2 separate regions of the Sus scrofa genome follow, and region 2 is linked to region 1. A link is a contact called in public Hi-C data. All regions are on one chromosome and are shown on one strand. The core of a region is the stretch at or near the end of the contact, and the rest is flanking DNA. Distances in the headings are between cores, read along the strand shown. Region 1 has its middle 81 kb from the start of EFCAB1. Region 2 has its middle 46 kb from the start of UBE2V2.

Region 1 (3,767 bases), core at 191-2,690:
ATCTTACCCGGACAGCCCCCAGCCTCCCCAGCCTCTCACATCCGCCCTCGCCAGCACTGCCCTCAGACACGGAGGCACTGCTCCTCCTCGTTTCCATTTAAAGACTTTTGCTGAAGGAGCCGCTGCTTCGGGGCCAGGGAAGCCCTGCCAGGATCTTCTAGACGCGCAGCGTAAATGGTTTGTGACTGAAGTGGAAACCATCTACATTTCATTTTAATTATTGGTGATGACAACACAAACTCTGCCATCATTTTGTATTTTCCCTCCTTACCATCTATTTCAAAATGACATTGTCACGGTTTAGAGTCGGTTGGTTTCTAGTTAATGAATGTTCGGAACCCCAAATCATTAAGCTCTCATCCAGAGCCAGAGAAGGGGAGAAGAAACCCACACAGCTGGGGAGCGAGAGCCAAGAGCCCCCTGCGGACAGCGGGGGAGGGAGCGCGTCGTCCTTCACCCACCCCCCCCCCCCCGCGGACAGCGGGAACGGGAACGGGGGTGCCCAGTGCGCAGGCTCCCTCGGCCCCAGGCACTGAGCCCTGCTGGGAACCTGGGAAGGAAATGCTTTCCCGGCTGGCACCCGGTGGCAGAGAGCAATGCAGTTCTCTCAGAAACCGGGCAGCGGGCTTCCCTCTGGGGAAATCGGCGTCTTAAGGCAGTTTCCTCAGAGCGGCGGGCTGGCGGGGGGCGGGGGGCGCGGCAAAGTCGGGCCCACAGCACGGGAAACTCTCACATGCCTCCAGCACCACTAACAGAAACTGCATCTTGTTCCCCATTTGGCTGCAGATAATGAAATTAGCCTCTCAATTACCAATTACCCCCAAATAGTACCTAGTGGAACAAGCAGGCACAAAAGCCGGAGGTGAGTTTGGAGGCGCTCCCCCCTCCCCGCCCCACCCGGCCCCGCAGCCCCGTCCCCTCTATGGCTCTTAGCTGTTTAAATTCAAAGCAACGCTTCTGTTTTTCTAAGTCGCCGTTTTTGACCTCAAGCAGATAAAGAGCGCTGCATGACACATTCAGCAGAGTTGCTGTGTTCTTGCTCTGTTTACATCAGGAAATCCAGCGGGTGGGGACTGGCTGGGCGCCGGCCCGGGCGCTGGGCCTGACTCCATCCAGATGTGCGGCGGCTCCAGAGTGGCTGCCGCGCGCAGTAAACGGGCACCGAGGCGGCCCCGCGGGCGCACGGAGGCGGCGGCGCGCGGAGGCGGGACCGCGGGCGCGCGGAGGCGGGATGGCGGGGGCGCACGAGGGGGTCTCGTGGGGAGGGGGCGCGCGGAGGAGGGACGGTGTGGGCGCCAGGAGAGGCCTCACGGGAGGGGGCGCAGAGCAGGGACCGCGGGCGCGCCCCCAGACGCGAGCGCAGCGCCAGCGCCCAGGGAGTGGGCCCTGGGCCGTGTGCATTTCCTTGTAAATGCGCTGCACTTTAAAGAAGGGGGCGCGCTGTATATCATTGGGAATGTTGGCTGTCTATTGGTCCCTGTGGATATTGCTGGGTTAGTACGACTTGTAACCAGAGCAAGAGAAACATAAAAAAGTCGGGAAACACTGCCAATTAGTCATTACAGGGAGATTGTAAAAACAAGAGAAAGAGAAAGAGGGGGAGCAGAAGGAATAAAAGAATACAATGCCCTGGGAAAAAAAAAATTAAAGAAACTAGATGTGCTTTTGTGGCGTTCCGGGAATTGCATGAACCAGGAAGCAGGACAGAGGCAGCCTGCTCACCAGGGCGACCTGCAAACCAGCAAATTCTCAGCGTGGCCAGGAGGGACCCTGCAGGGGCCCAAACAGCACCCCATGCTGCGCTTGCAGGTCTTCTGCTGGGCCAGAGGGCAGGCGGCGCTTTGGAGCAGAACCCAGCTGCCCTTTTATTTCTGATTGCAGGCCGCTGCACAGGCCTAACAAAATGAAGACAGGGACGGGTTTCTTTCCGTCACAAGCCCCTACCTACCAGCCATCTGCTTCAGGCAGACTGTGGCCATGCTTGCTGAGAACTGTTTTTAATTTTATGGTTGTTCCAATTGAAATCTCTTTGTCTTTCTGCTTTTTGCCAGATTCAAGGCTCTGAGAACATGAACCGTGGCAGGGTGAGATGGATCTGGGTGAGGCCCCTAGGGCTCCTTCAGTCTGCCTGTTATTCCTGCACCCACTTAACAGAGAGGACTTCAGGGCCCCAAGGTTAAGTTTGCAGTAAGAAATCCAGGGGGAACCGGGCTTCTTCCAAGAGCCTCCAAGAAGTGGGGTGGGAGCGGGGGTGCTGGAGAGGAAGCCGGACCCCCTCCCTGGGGGATGGGGGCACATGTGCCGGCTGGAGAGGAACTGCTTATCTCAGCAGCAGAGAGCCGGCGAACTGCCAGCCCCGCCGCCCACAGGCCTTCAGGCCCACCTCCTCTGAGTCATGAGGACAGCCACATGGGCCTCCGATCCCGTCCCTGGCAAGGGTACAACTTTGCTAATCGGCTGGGGTCCTTCTTGGTGTCTGGCCACGAGTCAGCAGATGCACAGCTCAGCTTTACCAGTACAGAATGTCTTGCATAAGATCTGTTTCAAAAACAATTATATGAGCAAATTATCTTGGCTCATAGAAGCAGATTTTTTAAAATCTGGTAGCAAGATCTCAAAAAAAATGATTAAACCACAGGCACTATTTTAAAATAACATGAAACTGGACAAGAGATGAAGAATTCTCATAGAATCATCAAGAACATGCTCTACACCTTGGCTCAAAAGAGCCCCCATGCATGCGTCTGGGGCTCCTAGAGAGCCCCCCTCCCCAAAGTCTAAAAGAGGGGCTTGCTTCTCTCTGGGCCTTCGTCGGAGACAGAAACTAAAACAGTACAAATTCTTTATCTGGAAGGACTTTACTTTCCTAACACAGAGCTTTGCTATACATCAGTGGAAGGGCTACAGTGAGAGCCTGATGGGAGAATCCCTGTGAGCTGGTCCTCATGTGCCGGCCGCTAACGTGGGGCCCCCAGTCGGAAACCCTGTGCTCTGAGCCCAGGCCTCCAAAATAACACCAGGCTTTTGCCAGCCTCCCCTTTCTCTGTCTCTGCCTGTCGCCCCTTCCCTGCAGGCGTCTGCCTTCCCTAATGCTGCCTGCCCCTCCTCCTGATGGCAGCTGGAGCCCAAGGCTGAGATCCTGGCTTCTGCTCTCCTCACACTGTCCTCCTGCACTGTCACCTCGTGTAGCAGTTTATACTAAAGACTTTACAGTGAACGCTATGATCTTCACGCCTTCTCAGTGTCCCGCTGAAAAGATGGCCACATTGTCACTGGAAATGCGGGACCTGGACAAGCAAATGCACCATCTTCCTTCCCAAACTCAACTCACACGCCCTCCAGACCTCCGGTGGCAGTGACCTCAACCACATTGCACCCCCCACGCACACCTCCCACCCAGCTCAGAGCCCTTAACTCACTCCCCACTCCCAGGTCCCACTCTGCTTTCCATGACAGACCTCTGGGCAGCAGGCCCTGCCCACTCTTGAGACAGTGGGAACTGCAGCCTCTGCAGCATGGTCTGGGCCCACCCCAAGGCAGCCTGGTCCCCGCTCAAGACCTGATGTCCTTAACCTTGAAAATCTCCTCTCCAAGGCCACCTGCCCCCGTGCAGGAGCTGGCCCCTGGGGGGACTCTGTGACCTGGGAGGGAGCTCTGTGACCTGGGGGGTGGGACTCTGGGGGGGGCGCTGTGTCCGGGGGAGACTCTGTGACCTGGGGGGGGACTTTGTGACCTGGGGGAATGAGTCACAGAGCTGTCTCATCCCA
Region 2 (3,839 bases), core at 361-2,860, 150 kb after region 1:
CCTCACTGGTCATGATGTTTGCTTTCTGCTATTTAAAGCTTCAATAATTTAAACAATAGTTATCGTTTGAACTGTTGTTTCAAACAACAGTTCAAAGGTAAACAATAATTACAGTTTTGATTATTAGCATGAATTTTACTGCTCAGCTTTTATTACAGAATACCAGTTTTATGTGCAAACACAGGAGCATATGTGGAATCATGGCAATTATACAACTTGCATTTTTTAGCTCATACCTGCTCTGTATTATGTTTTTACCAAAACAATGGAAACACTACCCCAAACAAGCTGATGTGCTTTTACTTTTTTTTAACGTCTTCTTTTATTTTTATTTATTTATTTATTTTTATTGCACCTGCAGTAGGCAGAAGTTACCGGGCCAGGAATGGAACCTACACTAGAGCCCCAGCAGCGACAATACCAGGTCCTTGACCTGCTGAGCCACCAGGGAGCTCCTACTTGAGCTTCTTGATCTGCGGTTGCTCTGCCAGCCCTCCTCAGCAACTCTTCTCCTGCTCACATGCACCATGGAGATGACGATGCTGTGCGTCCAGGGTCTGCTTCCCAACCTGCCTCCCCAGGAGCAGCAAACAGGGTCTTTTACCCTCTGTTCCCAGCACCAGGTGCAGAGGACAGGCCCCAGCCTTCAGGGTCAACCACCAGGCCTCTCATTTCCACATTTATTTTGATGCCAAAAGACAACCATGAGAAGGGTCATCAAAACACTTCAGGGCTCAACCCAAAGCTGTGAACGGCAGTGGTGAGGCTCCAGGCACAGGGTGGTTGGCGGGCGCCAGGTCTGACTTGAGTCCCACCCTTGCCCGGTGTGTTGCTGGGAAGAGCAGCTAACCACTCTGGGCTTAGGTGTGTTTCTCTTCCAGGGAAAGGTCTGTGAGAGGGGACGATGGCACACACTCCCTCCAGCCACTGCCAGCCCAGGACCTCACTTCCTCAGCAGCAGCCCCTGTCACGGGCAGCCCCCTGAAACCGGCTGAACACGCACACCCTCTGGCTACAGAAGGCCCATTCCTCCTCTCTGAATCAAGCCAGAAATCAAGACCAGGGCTCTGCAACCCGCTCCCAGGGACAGACACAGGGACAGCCCGAGTCCAGTCAGTCCTCTACCCCTCTGCTCCCCACTCCATCCAAAGGCGCCTGGCACTCTGACCCTGTGCTCGCGGATGATCATGACTCCCTCTGACCCGACCCAATCCTTGTCACCTTCCGTCTCAGCTCCAGGAGGCACCCAAGCCACGTGCACCCCAGCCGGGGGTGCCGGCCCCAGGAGGGACAAGGCAGCCAGAGCCCAGCCTCCGCCCACGCACTGCCTGGGGCCCCTGCGACCAGCAGGCCAGGGCCAGGCCGCGGCTGTGAGCCCACGGAGAGCGCGGGGCCGTGCTGACCCGACGCCAGGGAACAGAGGCTGCAGCCAGGGAAACGAGCAGGTTGGCAGCCCCAGCAGCGGGGTTCTCAGAACTGCTGAGTCTTCTTCCAAAGCAGCCTCCAGAGAACCACAATTCAAAACTGGCTCCATCTGGGAGAGTCCAAATTGTTTTGGCAGTTCTCTGGAAGGGGAAAAAAGACAGCTAATCCCTTCCCTGTTCCCTCCCACGGCAGAAGGAGAAGTTAGAGCACAGGCTCACTGGAGCCAGCTCCAGAAATTCACTTGAAGATCTGCAGACTTGCACAACATGCGACGCTGGAGAGGCAATTTTGCAGCTAAGCGGGTGTCTGGAGACTTTATCTAAGTGTCCCTTTGTCTTTGCCTGGCCAGGCTGGCACCTGGGACCAAGAAGAGGCCTTTGTCTCCTCCACCTCAGGAAACTGGGTACAAACAGCAGCCGTCAGGATGTGACCGTGGAGCCTGGCCGTGTGCCACTGCTTCCTGCAGGGTCAGAGGTCCTGAAGGTCGCCCTTGCTACGCAGACACACTTAGTACAACTAGCACGCAAGTTGCCCCATAATGTCCCCAACACAAAATCTCCAGCTTGCACAGTGACCCACATGCACCTCTGCAGTGCCGAGCCCAGCTCGAGATGCACACTGAGGAGGTGACTCTAGTGGGATGCCCGGAGGAGGCCAGTCAGTGCAGGGAGCGCCTTTTGCCTGAGAATGAGCTGCACAAAGGAGGCAGAGCACAGCGGGTCACATTGCAAAGGGCAGGAGGAGCCATGGGAGCAGGTCCATGAAGCCCGAGCACCTGAGCAAGGAGCCCGGGCCCTCCCATCCTGTGCTCAGCCAGCAGACGGTGTGGCATAAGCACAATCCTGGCCCCACAGACCCCCCTTCCCAGCAGGGCATTCCGCGTGGCCAAGCTGCTGCTTCCTAGGTGACTCCCACCTCCACCCCCCAGGAAGAGGGTGCCCCCTCCTCTTGGTGAAAGAGCTCAGGGGCACCTGTAGCCTCAGATCTCCAACCTGTGGCCTCTTACCTGTGGTTCCAGTATGTGCACCTTGGCAGCACTTGAAACCACGAGTGCTGTCCTCTCCCTCGTCCTTACCTCCCAAGGCTCCTATTCAACCCCTAGCCTGGGAACTTCCATATGTCACAGGTGCAGCCCTAAAAAGACAAAAAACAAAAAACAAAACAAAACAAAATGAAGAGTATTAGGGACAGATGACAAAGGCAAGGCTGTACCTTTTAGAAAGCAAAATCTGACTCAATTAAAATTTTTAAATTCTGTTCCATAAAAACACCTTACAGGGAGTTCTCTGGTGGCTCAGTGGGTTAAGGATCTGATGTTGTCGCTGCTGTGGTACAGGTTCGACCCCTGGCCCATGAAGTTCCAAATGTCACAGGCACAGCAAAACAAACAAAAATATTAAAAAAAAAAAAAAAACTTACAAAGGGAATGGAAAACAAGGCACTCACTGTCCCCCTTTAAGGGTCTCACAGCTGCAATCCTGATGCCCCCAGAGAATTGGAGCCAGCTCACATCCCCAGCACACACATTCACGGCAGCATCTTCTCAATAATCAGAAGCTGGGAGCAGGTGCAGCACCCTCACGGACGGGTGCACAACACGTGTGTTCCTACCGCATGGGTATTACTCAGACACAGCAAAGGGATGGAAGAATAGACACCTCACGACTCAAGGAACCTCGAACCCAAGGCCCCGGGGAAGAACTCGGACACAGAGGCTCACGCATCAGGATTCCATTTACCTGAACCGTCCAGAGCAGGGGCAGAAAGGGCACTGGGGGTGGCAGGCTCCGGAAGAGAGTGGGACCGAGAGGGACTGATGATGGGATCAGGGTGATGGCACCACATTGTCAGTGCGCTAAATGTCCCTGAACTGCCCACTTTAAAACAGGCAACTTTAGGAGCTCCGGTCATGGCTCAGCAGAAATGAATCTGACCAGCATCCATGAAGATGCAGGTTGGATCCCTGGCCTCACTCAGTGGGTTAAAGATCTGGTGTTACCATGAGCTGCGGTGTAGGTCTCAGACGCAGCTCGGATCCCGAGTTGCTATGGCCGTGGTGTAGGACAGCAGCTGTAGCATGGATTTGACCCCTAGTCTGGGAACATCCATATGCTGCATGTGTGGCCCTAAAAGCCAAAAAAAAAAATTTAAATAAATTTTAAAAAATAAAATGGATAATTTTTTTAATGCTACCTAATTTCATCTCAGTCTTTTCAAAAAACAATTTCATTGCATTTTGATACTGTCAGAAATCACGCAGTAACTTCCCCTTTAGTCACGGCCTTCCTTCTTCAAGTGAAAACGTATCGGAATGCTCTGAGTGTGGGCCACACGTGGAATGTCTCTGGCTGAAACAGTCCGGCAGGCTCCACCCTGCATCCCAGCAGCCCTCCAGGGAGACCGGGATCCCTGGG

The links. A called contact is a pair of places that touch in the nucleus more often than the background predicts.
Region 2: a contact with region 1 is called in a Hi-C map of skeletal muscle, with 6 times the contacts expected there. The contact joins two enhancer-like sites. A contact is called at or near these places in 2 of 47 Hi-C or Micro-C datasets (liver and skeletal muscle) and 1 of 2 datasets of contacts at active chromatin or transcription factors (skeletal muscle).

Annotation. Positions count from the first base shown.
Region 1 is chr4:79,455,076-79,458,842 of Sscrofa11.1, forward strand. No RefSeq gene overlaps it. Among named protein-coding and RNA genes, the nearest start is that of EFCAB1, 81 kb to the left of the region's middle. Within about 2 kb of position 1,441, at least 61 of the 83 cell types and tissues checked have an H3K27ac peak or open chromatin away from gene starts, as enhancers often do. A contact at or near this core is called in liver and skeletal muscle, where this site is marked.
Region 2 is chr4:79,604,846-79,608,684 of Sscrofa11.1, forward strand. No RefSeq gene overlaps it. Among named protein-coding and RNA genes, the nearest start is that of UBE2V2, 46 kb to the right of the region's middle. Within about 2 kb of position 1,611, at least 28 of the 83 cell types and tissues checked have an H3K27ac peak or open chromatin away from gene starts, as enhancers often do. A contact at or near this core is called in liver and skeletal muscle, where this site is marked.